2 separate regions of the Mus musculus genome follow, and region 2 is linked to region 1. A link is a contact called in public Micro-C data. All regions are on one chromosome and are shown on one strand. The core of a region is the stretch at or near the end of the contact, and the rest is flanking DNA. Distances in the headings are between cores, read along the strand shown.

Region 1 (4,264 bases), core at 490-2,989:
CATAACTCTGTCAGGAGGGCAGGATGAATCTGGGTAATAATTATTTAAAAGAGAACACTTGGATGTACTTAAATAACTCTGGTAATAAATAATATCTTCACTATGTAAATCTATCTGCCCAAACTAAGCCAGATTTGCAGCCTCCAGTCTCTGTTTACAAAGTATTCAAAGTATAGCCTGGGGCCAGGACCCAAAAGAGACTTAAGGATGCCAGTGTTATGTGGAATGCATAAGCTCTTCTGTTGGGAGGTGACTGTTATTCGGGCATTAGACCAGTGGATCAGGTGCTTAAGTAAAGAGCTTCCCTTCACCTCTAAGTGTGTGGAGTAATTTCTCACTGAGAAAACGTATTATTTCTATTACATGACATGCCTTTTTCTGACAGGCTTCAATTGAAATCCTGAAGGATCCTGAGTCAGTGTGTGCATGTGCAATCAGTGTCAACAACGCCACACAGACATGAACACACGTGCATGGGATGCTGCCCCTCCCACCTATCACAAGACGACGCGACCTATGGATGGAATGAATGCTATTACTCATGGTGCTTTAAATTCATCAGGGTGCTGAGGTAGAAACCAGTCTGTGTCTTTAGGATTTTATAACTGGCCATGAGAAAATCCCCAAGTGCCACGTTACCAGAGAACGCTTGGGCAAGGGAAATAAGCACAGTGCTAGTTTACAGTTTACACTTGTCAAGCCTCAGTGGGTACTGATACCCAGAGCCAGTGAGCACACACACATACCCTTCTCAAGGTTCTGAGAGTCCAGGGTTAATAGTACCTCAAATCCCCAGTGCTGTTAACTCATGAGTTCTAGATCATTCCATGGTCAACACTTTTTAAAAGCTAAGAGTGGGTCAACTCACACTACCCTTCCAATGTGTACAGACCACATGGATTGCCTGATCACACTCCTTCCTCGTGGGAGACCATGGCAAAGAGACAGGTGGACCCACTCACTCACCTGGACAGTCGGCTTCATCACTCTTATCCTCACACGTTGGCCAGCCATCACACTGCCAGGGGAGGGGTATGCACTGGATGGTACCACCGTGACATGCAAACTGCCCAGGGTTGCACCGAAGCTCTGTAGAACAAAGGGTAACAGGCTGTTGAGGAAGTGCATAGAAGCAGAAACGTAGAAGGGAGGTGCTCTGCCCACATCATCGTAGCCCTGGGAAAGAAGTCTAGGAGCTGAGTGAGCTGCCCATAGACTGCTTCCTCAGCAGGGTCTGAGCATGCTCCCAAAATAGAGGAAAATGGTTATAAGCTTGCACCAGAATATACAGAACATTTAAGTGGCGTGCTAATATAGGGTGAAGGGCAGAACCATCTCTAGCCAAGGGACTCCGGACACCTTTCTTAAAAGGTGGAACTTGAATAGGGTTTCCTAGAAAGGCAACACTTCATCATGTTCTGTGTGGTGTCACAGCAACAACACTGCAGGGAAATAAGAGCTTACAAGAGGGCTCGTCAAGGTGAGGTGTGAACAGATGAGGCCACGCAAGACCCTGGAAACCCAGCTGAGAGAAGCTGCAGGCTGAGATTCCTCACTTTTATCTATCAGCGTGCTGCAGGCAGCAGGTCACTAAGGCAGTAACATGAGAAGAGTAAGGTAAAGCTGGCTTCTGACTGATAAAAATGCTAAACAAACTCAGCAAAACACAGGCTTCAAAAGAGGAGGCAGCAAGGACACTAGCGCCCAGTGTCAACTCCTCCCTTGTGCTGACTTTCCTTTACTCTCCCCTCATGCCCCTTTCCTTTGGAGACAGGCTCTCACCATGTGGCCCAGACACACAGCAGCACACTGGTGGCCCAGGCCTTGTGCACGGAGGGCAAGCACCCTCCCGAGCTTAAGCCCTAGCCTGCCTCACTTTCCATACAGGTTGTCTGCTGCTGTTGTTTGGATTATTGGGTTCTTCTCAGGCGCTGCCCACTTTGTTTTTGGAGACACGGTTTCTCATTGACCTGAGATGGCTGTTTAGGGTAAGGTTAGCCAGCAAGCCCCAGGGCTGCCTGTTTCTGCCTCCCCAAACACCCAAGACAGTAAATATGTACCATGGGTGCTAGGTATTGAACCCAGGCCCTCATGCTTGCATAGAAAACACTTTACTGACTGAGATATCTCCTAAGGCCACAATGACATTTTATAGAGAATTTTATCCAAGATTAGGAACTGGACTTAAGGTTTCATCTTTTGACAAAGACTATGAGGAGCAGTGGGGTGGTTGGGTGGGTAAGGTGGCCTGCTGGCAAGTCTGATGACTGAGTTTGATCCCTGGAACCCACATAGCAAAAGGAGAGAATTGACTCTTGCAAGTCATTCCCTGACCCCCCACATATGCACCAAACACATAATACACTCCCAACATACAAAAAGTTTAAATGTAATAAAGTTTTCCTTTAAAAAAAAAGGAGGTGGGGGTTGCTGGAGAGATGACTTACTGGTTAAGAGCACTGTCTGTTCTGGAGGCCCTGGGTCTGATTCCCTCATAAAGGCTCGCATATGCCCTCACATGTCTAGGGAATGGATCAAAAGGAGGATGCACTCCCAGCTAGAGTGTAGAACTTACACCACCGTTCTTAATTCTGCCTTTTTTTTTTTTTAATATTTATTTTGTGTGTGGTATATGGCTGTGGACCATTTGCATGCAGTGCCCTGGAAGCCAGAAGAGGTCACTGGATCCCTGGAGCTCGAGTTATGGATGGCTGTGAGCCACTGTATGGATGCTGGAAATTGAACTTTGGTCCTCTGCAAGAATAACAAGTGCTCTTAACCACTCCAACATCTCTTCAGCCCATGACTTTGCTTTTTTAAATTTAAATTTTATTTTACTTCACAAACACAGGTGTTTTGGCTGCATATACGTCTGCATACTACATTCCTGCATGCCTTGTGAAAGCTGGAAGGAGGTGCTGGCGTCCCTGAAACTGTTGTCAGTTGCCATGCTGGTGTTAGGAAGCAAACACAGGGTCTGCTGAAAGAGCAGTTAGCACTCTAAACCACTGAGCCACTTCTACAGCCCTCAAATAAAAGAAATCTTAAAAATAAAATAAAATAAAATAAAATAGACATGGTATGTATGACAGAATAAATAGGCATTTCAAAACACTAATATCCTGGCAAGTGCTCAAGAAGCTTAAACTAAACACGAGAAGTTGAGATGTGGAAACTACGGAGAGAACAAATCTACTAACAAGAGAAGAGAATACGATGTGGAGATGGGATGTCCCTGTAGAGCATTAGAACCAAGAAACAAAGAAAAAGACCACAAGAAGGGAGCAAGAAGCCAACGAGATGGCTTAGTGGGAAGGAGACAACCTGCCTCCACAGGTCTCTGCTGTCCTTGCTTCTAAGCCACAGTGGCAGAGTCACTAGATCTCAGGCTGGAGCCTCGGAAAACCTGAGCCTTTCTTCCATTCTATTTTTCCATTGGACCAAGGCAATATCTATAGGAGAGCACTGATGGGACTTACAGTTTCATGACCACCATGGTGGGGAGGGAACATGGCAGCAGACACGGCACAAGAGCAGTAGCTGACAGTTTACATACTGATCTACAATCATGAAGGAGGCAGGTAGGGCACATGATGTTTGGAGGGTATAAATAGAACATGAGGAGCAGTGATGGAGACAGAGCTGGGCTTGCTTATAGAGCTAGCTATATAACGCTTGTGAGCCTCCCTTGTCTTCACTGACCTTTGCTTCACCAAGAGAGGCACAACTTCTGGCACTCCTCCTGGTCTTTCCTGCTGATTTGTGCTAAGGCCTGGCTGTCTCTGCTAGGTCACGTCACCACTGTTGGTATCCTGATACTACCAAACTGGACTGCTGGTGTATCTGTGAAGTGTTTGTGAGTAGATCAAGCTGCCACTGCCTGCTAACCTGTGAACTGTACTGACGATTTCCAGACAACACAGACAGGAGTTGCTCCAAAGAACCTTTCTAAACAGGTCCACGTCCCCATTATCCATTCTTTCCCACTACCTCTGGTAGGTGGTGGGCTAAAAGGAAAGTTAGAGTATATAAGAGCCATCATTAAAAATAGGTTTTGAAAAAAATTAAAGTTACCGCAAAGTGGATCAAAGACTTCTACCATAAGTGCGAAAACTATAAAATATCTAGAAAGCTGGGCGGTGGTGGTGCACGCCTTTAATCCCAGCACTTGGGAGGCAGAGGCAGGCGGATTTCTGAGTTCAAGGCCAGCCTGGTCTACAAAGTGAGTTCCAGGTCAGCCAGATGTACATAGAGAAACCCTGTC
Region 2 (4,264 bases), core at 1,078-3,577, 66 kb after region 1:
AGGCTTCTCTCAGTAGCCCTCCTCATTGCTACCACTTGCAGAAAGGTCTTCCTTATCCCCAGACAAGGTCTTTGGTGGCCTGTACTTTGAGAACTTTGCCTTCCTTACCACAGAAGCCATTTGACACCGTGCTCGAATGCTGCCACACAGGAACCCCTGTCTCAGGCACCCACTCCGCCTGCACTTGGCGTCACCCAAGCACCTCCGCTCCAGCTTCGTTTGGCACCGACTCCCTGCTAAGCGCCTGTGCTGATTGCGAGCAGCTCAGCTCATGCTGTCTGGCCCTTGACCTTCTTTGGTGTTCTCAGTCCTGTGCAGAGCCAGTTCTGTGCCTGACCTACTCTGGGGCCTGGAGAGGGCCTCAGCAGACTGCTGCTGGGTTTCTGAGAAGCGTGAGCATGAACCTGGGTGAGCCACAAGTCCTCCTTCCTGGTGACTCCTTCCTATCATCTCTCCTCAGGCCTCTAACTCCACATGGTGAGCATACAGCTTGCTGTTTCCCAAGGAAGTGAGAACCCACAGAAGAGCCCTTCCACCATTCTGGACCTCTGGGCGTCTCCCTCACTGGCACTGTAGAACACTAATTTCTGGTCTTGCTCCATTATAGGTTCCCAGCAAGCTCATATCAACCCTCCAGTACAATAGGCTTAGGGAAATGCTGTTCTTTCCTGAGAAACAAGCACAACTTGTTTCGTGGATCTTACTTGCTGTAGCCTCATGTCACCCAGAGGCTGCCACTGCTCCAACTCTCTTTCCAGGGCCCTTCTTCAGGAGACATGTCCATGTGGCCACTCCAACCAGACGCTACTTCCAGAAGATAAGATGGTATTCAGGACACTATGGACTGCAAGCTTCTCTGGCCATTTTGCAATTCCATTTCTCCCTGCTCTAGGACATTGAGGTGACCCTCTTTGGGCAATGGCGGAGAGCACTGGTCTGTGCAACATGTGCTGCCCTGTATTTATCTCTCTGAAGTCTGATTCCCCAGCCTTCCATGCAGAGCTGTGTGGCACCTAGCAGAAGGCAGGCGTGTACACCTGGCTTCCCCTGAGGCTGTCTTCCCGCCGTTCCCACATCAGCTGTCACACCAAGGGGCTCAGCCGGCTCTGTTAGCTCTTCCACCAGGATGCGTCCTAAGGTGGGCAGCACCCTGCTTCTCTCCCCAGCCACAGTCTAGGAGCTGTGCTTGTCACTGTGGCCCTCATCTGGAGCGCAGCACGGGACTCTTCTGGAAACCCCACCCCAGTGCAGAAGAAAGTGCATCCCACTGCAGGGGCCCGAGTCCTGCAGGTCAGTAACTACTTCACACCCGCCTCTTCCCATCCCTCCTTCCCCATAGAGCCACCAAAGAGCTGGTACCAAAATCAACTAGTGACAGCAGAGATGTCCAGGGAACAGAGTAAGTCAGTGGCCTTATAATAGCCACAGTGGTGATTGTGGCAGTTAAACCACCTTATCTAGTCAGCTGAAGACCACAGTCAAGTGCAGCCTTGCGACTCTGACGTCCCCCTGCACTCAGGTCCCTGGGCACTCTTCTTATCTTGACCAGGATTCTCACTAGAGGAAGCACAAGAGAAGAAAGGCATTAGAGTCTTGGTCAGCTTCCTGCCCCCCCTTATACTAACAGCATGCCGGGTCCCTGATGAACTTTGTGGTTCCTGTAGTAAGGTGTGCCCACAGTCAGTCTGGCAGCTGACTCCACGTGGCTGACTCACCATGATCGCTGCAAACACACATGTCCAATCTTGGGTTCTACTGTGTCTCACAGGACCCAGGGTTTATAGTAGGGCTGCGTTGTAGCTACTGGCCACTCCTAGGAGCAGACATACTTGTTTCATTACCTAATCCGCTAAAGTCACCTGAACATTTTAATTCAGTGCAAAGCAGGTGGACACCAAGTATTCCTTGGGCCACCTGGGTTTGTTTGTTTGTTTGTTTTGTTTTCCTTTGTTTTCCTGTTTCCATTTTGAGACAGGGTTTCTCTGTGCAGCCCTGGGTGTTATCCTGGAACTCGCTCTGTAGACCAGGATGATCTTGATCTCACAGAGATCCCCCTGCCTCTCCAAGTGTTTCTTAAATGAAAGTATTGATGGAGACAGGAGCCACTGTATGGGCAGGGGTTTCACCAACACAGAGGAGGCTCTAACAGAAAGGAAATGCGTGGAGACAATCTCCTTCACAGAGTTTTCCTGACTAGGGGTACAACACCGAAGGTGCCTTCTGGTCACAGAGGAGAGACAGTACCGCAGAGCCCTATAGGCGATGTGTGTGAACAGGCTAGCTTTAGCTCGGTGGCCAGAAGCAGGGCTGGGCAGCTGGCAAGGCTGCCCCCAGGTGGTAGTACCGGTTTTGGCAGTTGCTGTGGCCTCCAGTCTGTGCTGTCTCAGAGGGAGGCCATAGCTTGTGTGTAGGCACAAAAGAAAGGTTTCTTGGAAGTTTCATTTGCGGGTGAGGGTATAGGAAGATGGGAAGGGAAATGACAGGAGAATAAAGAGTATTTGTTTCCAGTTGTTCAGGTGAGAGGCGGGGTGTTGGCAGTGCTAACAAGCTTGGCTCTGCCGCTTGAACTTAGGCGCCACTTAGTGAGAAGACAAATAGTGAGAGCAGAGAAAGGAGATTTTTTTTGTTCATGTGGCCAGGCTGGGAGTGGAGCCAGCTACAGCACAGACGGGAGGGTTAGGTGAAACAGCAGGCTAGGGATATACATAAGTATTCATCATTTGCTGACAGCCAGGTTCTATTTCCTTCTGGGGACTTTGAACCCAGGGCTTCATGCTTGTGTAGCCGTGTACTCTTACCCACTGAGCCACCTCCCTGGCTCCCCTTAATCTACTTTTCGACTGAGCCCCGCCCACTGTGTTGTCTGTATAGATATCGGTCTTCTCTGAGACACAAACCTGGCAAACACTTCCTCTCGCTCCACACGCTGCCCCCATGCAGTAATGTTTCCTGTGGAGTGTAAAATCTATGGGGCCTCATCTGTCCATCATTGGCTGTATTTTTGGAGGACCTAGTGTTCTGTTTAGAAAGCCCTTGCCCGTGCTGTGCCTGAATCTCAATATAGTTTGTTTCTGGAAACTATAGTTTCAGTCTTTTAGTCTCAAAGTCCTTCATCCATCCAAAGTTATTTTTACCAAGGGCAAAAGATAATCTAGATTCATTCTTTCTTCAACATGTAAATATCCAGTTTTTCTGGCACCATTGTTAAAGAAGCCAGCTTTCCTACAACATCTACTTTTTGGAATGTTTATTTTTTTTTTGTTTTAAAGATTTATTATTTATTATTTAAGTACACTGTAGCTGTCTTCAGACACGCCAGAAGAGGGCGTCAGATCCCATGTGATTGCTGGGATTTGAACTCAGGACCTTGGAAGAGCATCTCATCAGGACTGCTGAGCCATCTCTCCTGTTTGTTTGTTTGTTTTATTTTGTTTTTTTTTTTCAAAACTCAGGTGGCTGAAGCTTCATGGGTTCATATATTGATCTTCTATTTGGTTTCACCAATCAACATGTGTGTTTGTGTCAGTACCATGCTGACTTTGTTACCATATCTCTGTAATATAACTGGAAATCAGTGTGGTGTTACCTCCAGCATTATTTTTCCCCCTCATGATTGCTGTTTGAGCTTCCACTGAATTTTAAGATATATTATCTTGCATTTTACCGAGCATGGTGTCACACCAGTAAGTCCAATACAAAGGAGGCAGAAATCTCTGAATCTGAAGCCAGCCTGGTGTACATAGCAAATCCCAGGCCAGGTAGGGATAAAGCCTAAATGAGAAACAAACCAGTAGCTTCTTAGTGAACGAGGCTGTCCTAATCTGGTGCTGAGGTGAGGCTGAGGCTGAGGCTGAAGTGAGGCTGAGGCTGAGGTGAGGCTGAGGCTGAGGCTGAGGCTGAGGCTGAGGTGAGGCTGAGGTGAGGCTGAGGCTGAGGCTGAGGCTGAGGCTGAGGTGAGGCTGAGGTGAGGCTGAGGTGAGGCTGAGGCTGAGGCTGAGGCTGAGGCTGAGGTGAGGCTGAGGCTGAGGTGAGGCTGAGGTGAGGCTGAGGCTGAGGCTGAGGCTGAGGTGAGGCTGAGGCTGAGGTGAGGCTGAGGTGAGGCTGAGGCTGAGGTGAGGCTGAGGTGAGGCTGAGGCTGAGGTGAGGCTGAGGTGAGGCTGAGGTGAGGCTGAGGTGAGGCTGAGGTGAGGCTGAGGCTGAGGTGAGGCTGAGGCTGAGGTGAGGCTGAGGCTGAGGCTGAGGTGAGGCTGAGGTGAGGCTGAGG

The links. Hi-C and Micro-C count contacts between places; a contact is called where the count stands out from the background.
Region 2: a contact with region 1 is called in a Micro-C map of the G1E-ER4 cell line. The contact joins two enhancer-like sites. A contact is called at or near these places in 8 of 484 Hi-C or Micro-C datasets (B cells, the Ba/F3 cell line, CD4 T cells and 5 more), 7 of 115 datasets of contacts at active chromatin or transcription factors (the SCID.adh cell line, bone marrow-derived macrophages, embryonic stem cells and 3 more) and 2 of 9 other capture datasets (adipose tissue and liver).

The regions. Positions count from the first base shown.
Region 1 is chr16:17,871,597-17,875,860 of GRCm38.p6, forward strand. Dgcr2 (DiGeorge syndrome critical region gene 2) reads right to left here. Exons shown (of 10, transcript NM_010048.3): 2 at 967-1,089. Among named protein-coding and RNA genes, the nearest start is that of Dgcr2, 18 kb to the right of the region's middle. Within about 2 kb of position 1,740, at least 12 of the 459 cell types and tissues checked have an H3K27ac peak or open chromatin away from gene starts, as enhancers often do. A contact at or near this core is called in the G1E-ER4 cell line, where this site is marked.
Region 2 is chr16:17,936,719-17,940,982 of GRCm38.p6, forward strand. Gm41427 (a long non-coding RNA gene) reads left to right here. Exons shown (of 4, transcript XR_875938.1): 1 at 1-477; 2 at 759-1,290. Among named protein-coding and RNA genes, the nearest start is that of Gm41427, 2.7 kb to the left of the region's middle. Within about 2 kb of position 2,328, at least 62 of the 459 cell types and tissues checked have an H3K27ac peak or open chromatin away from gene starts, as enhancers often do. A contact at or near this core is called in the G1E-ER4 cell line, where this site is marked.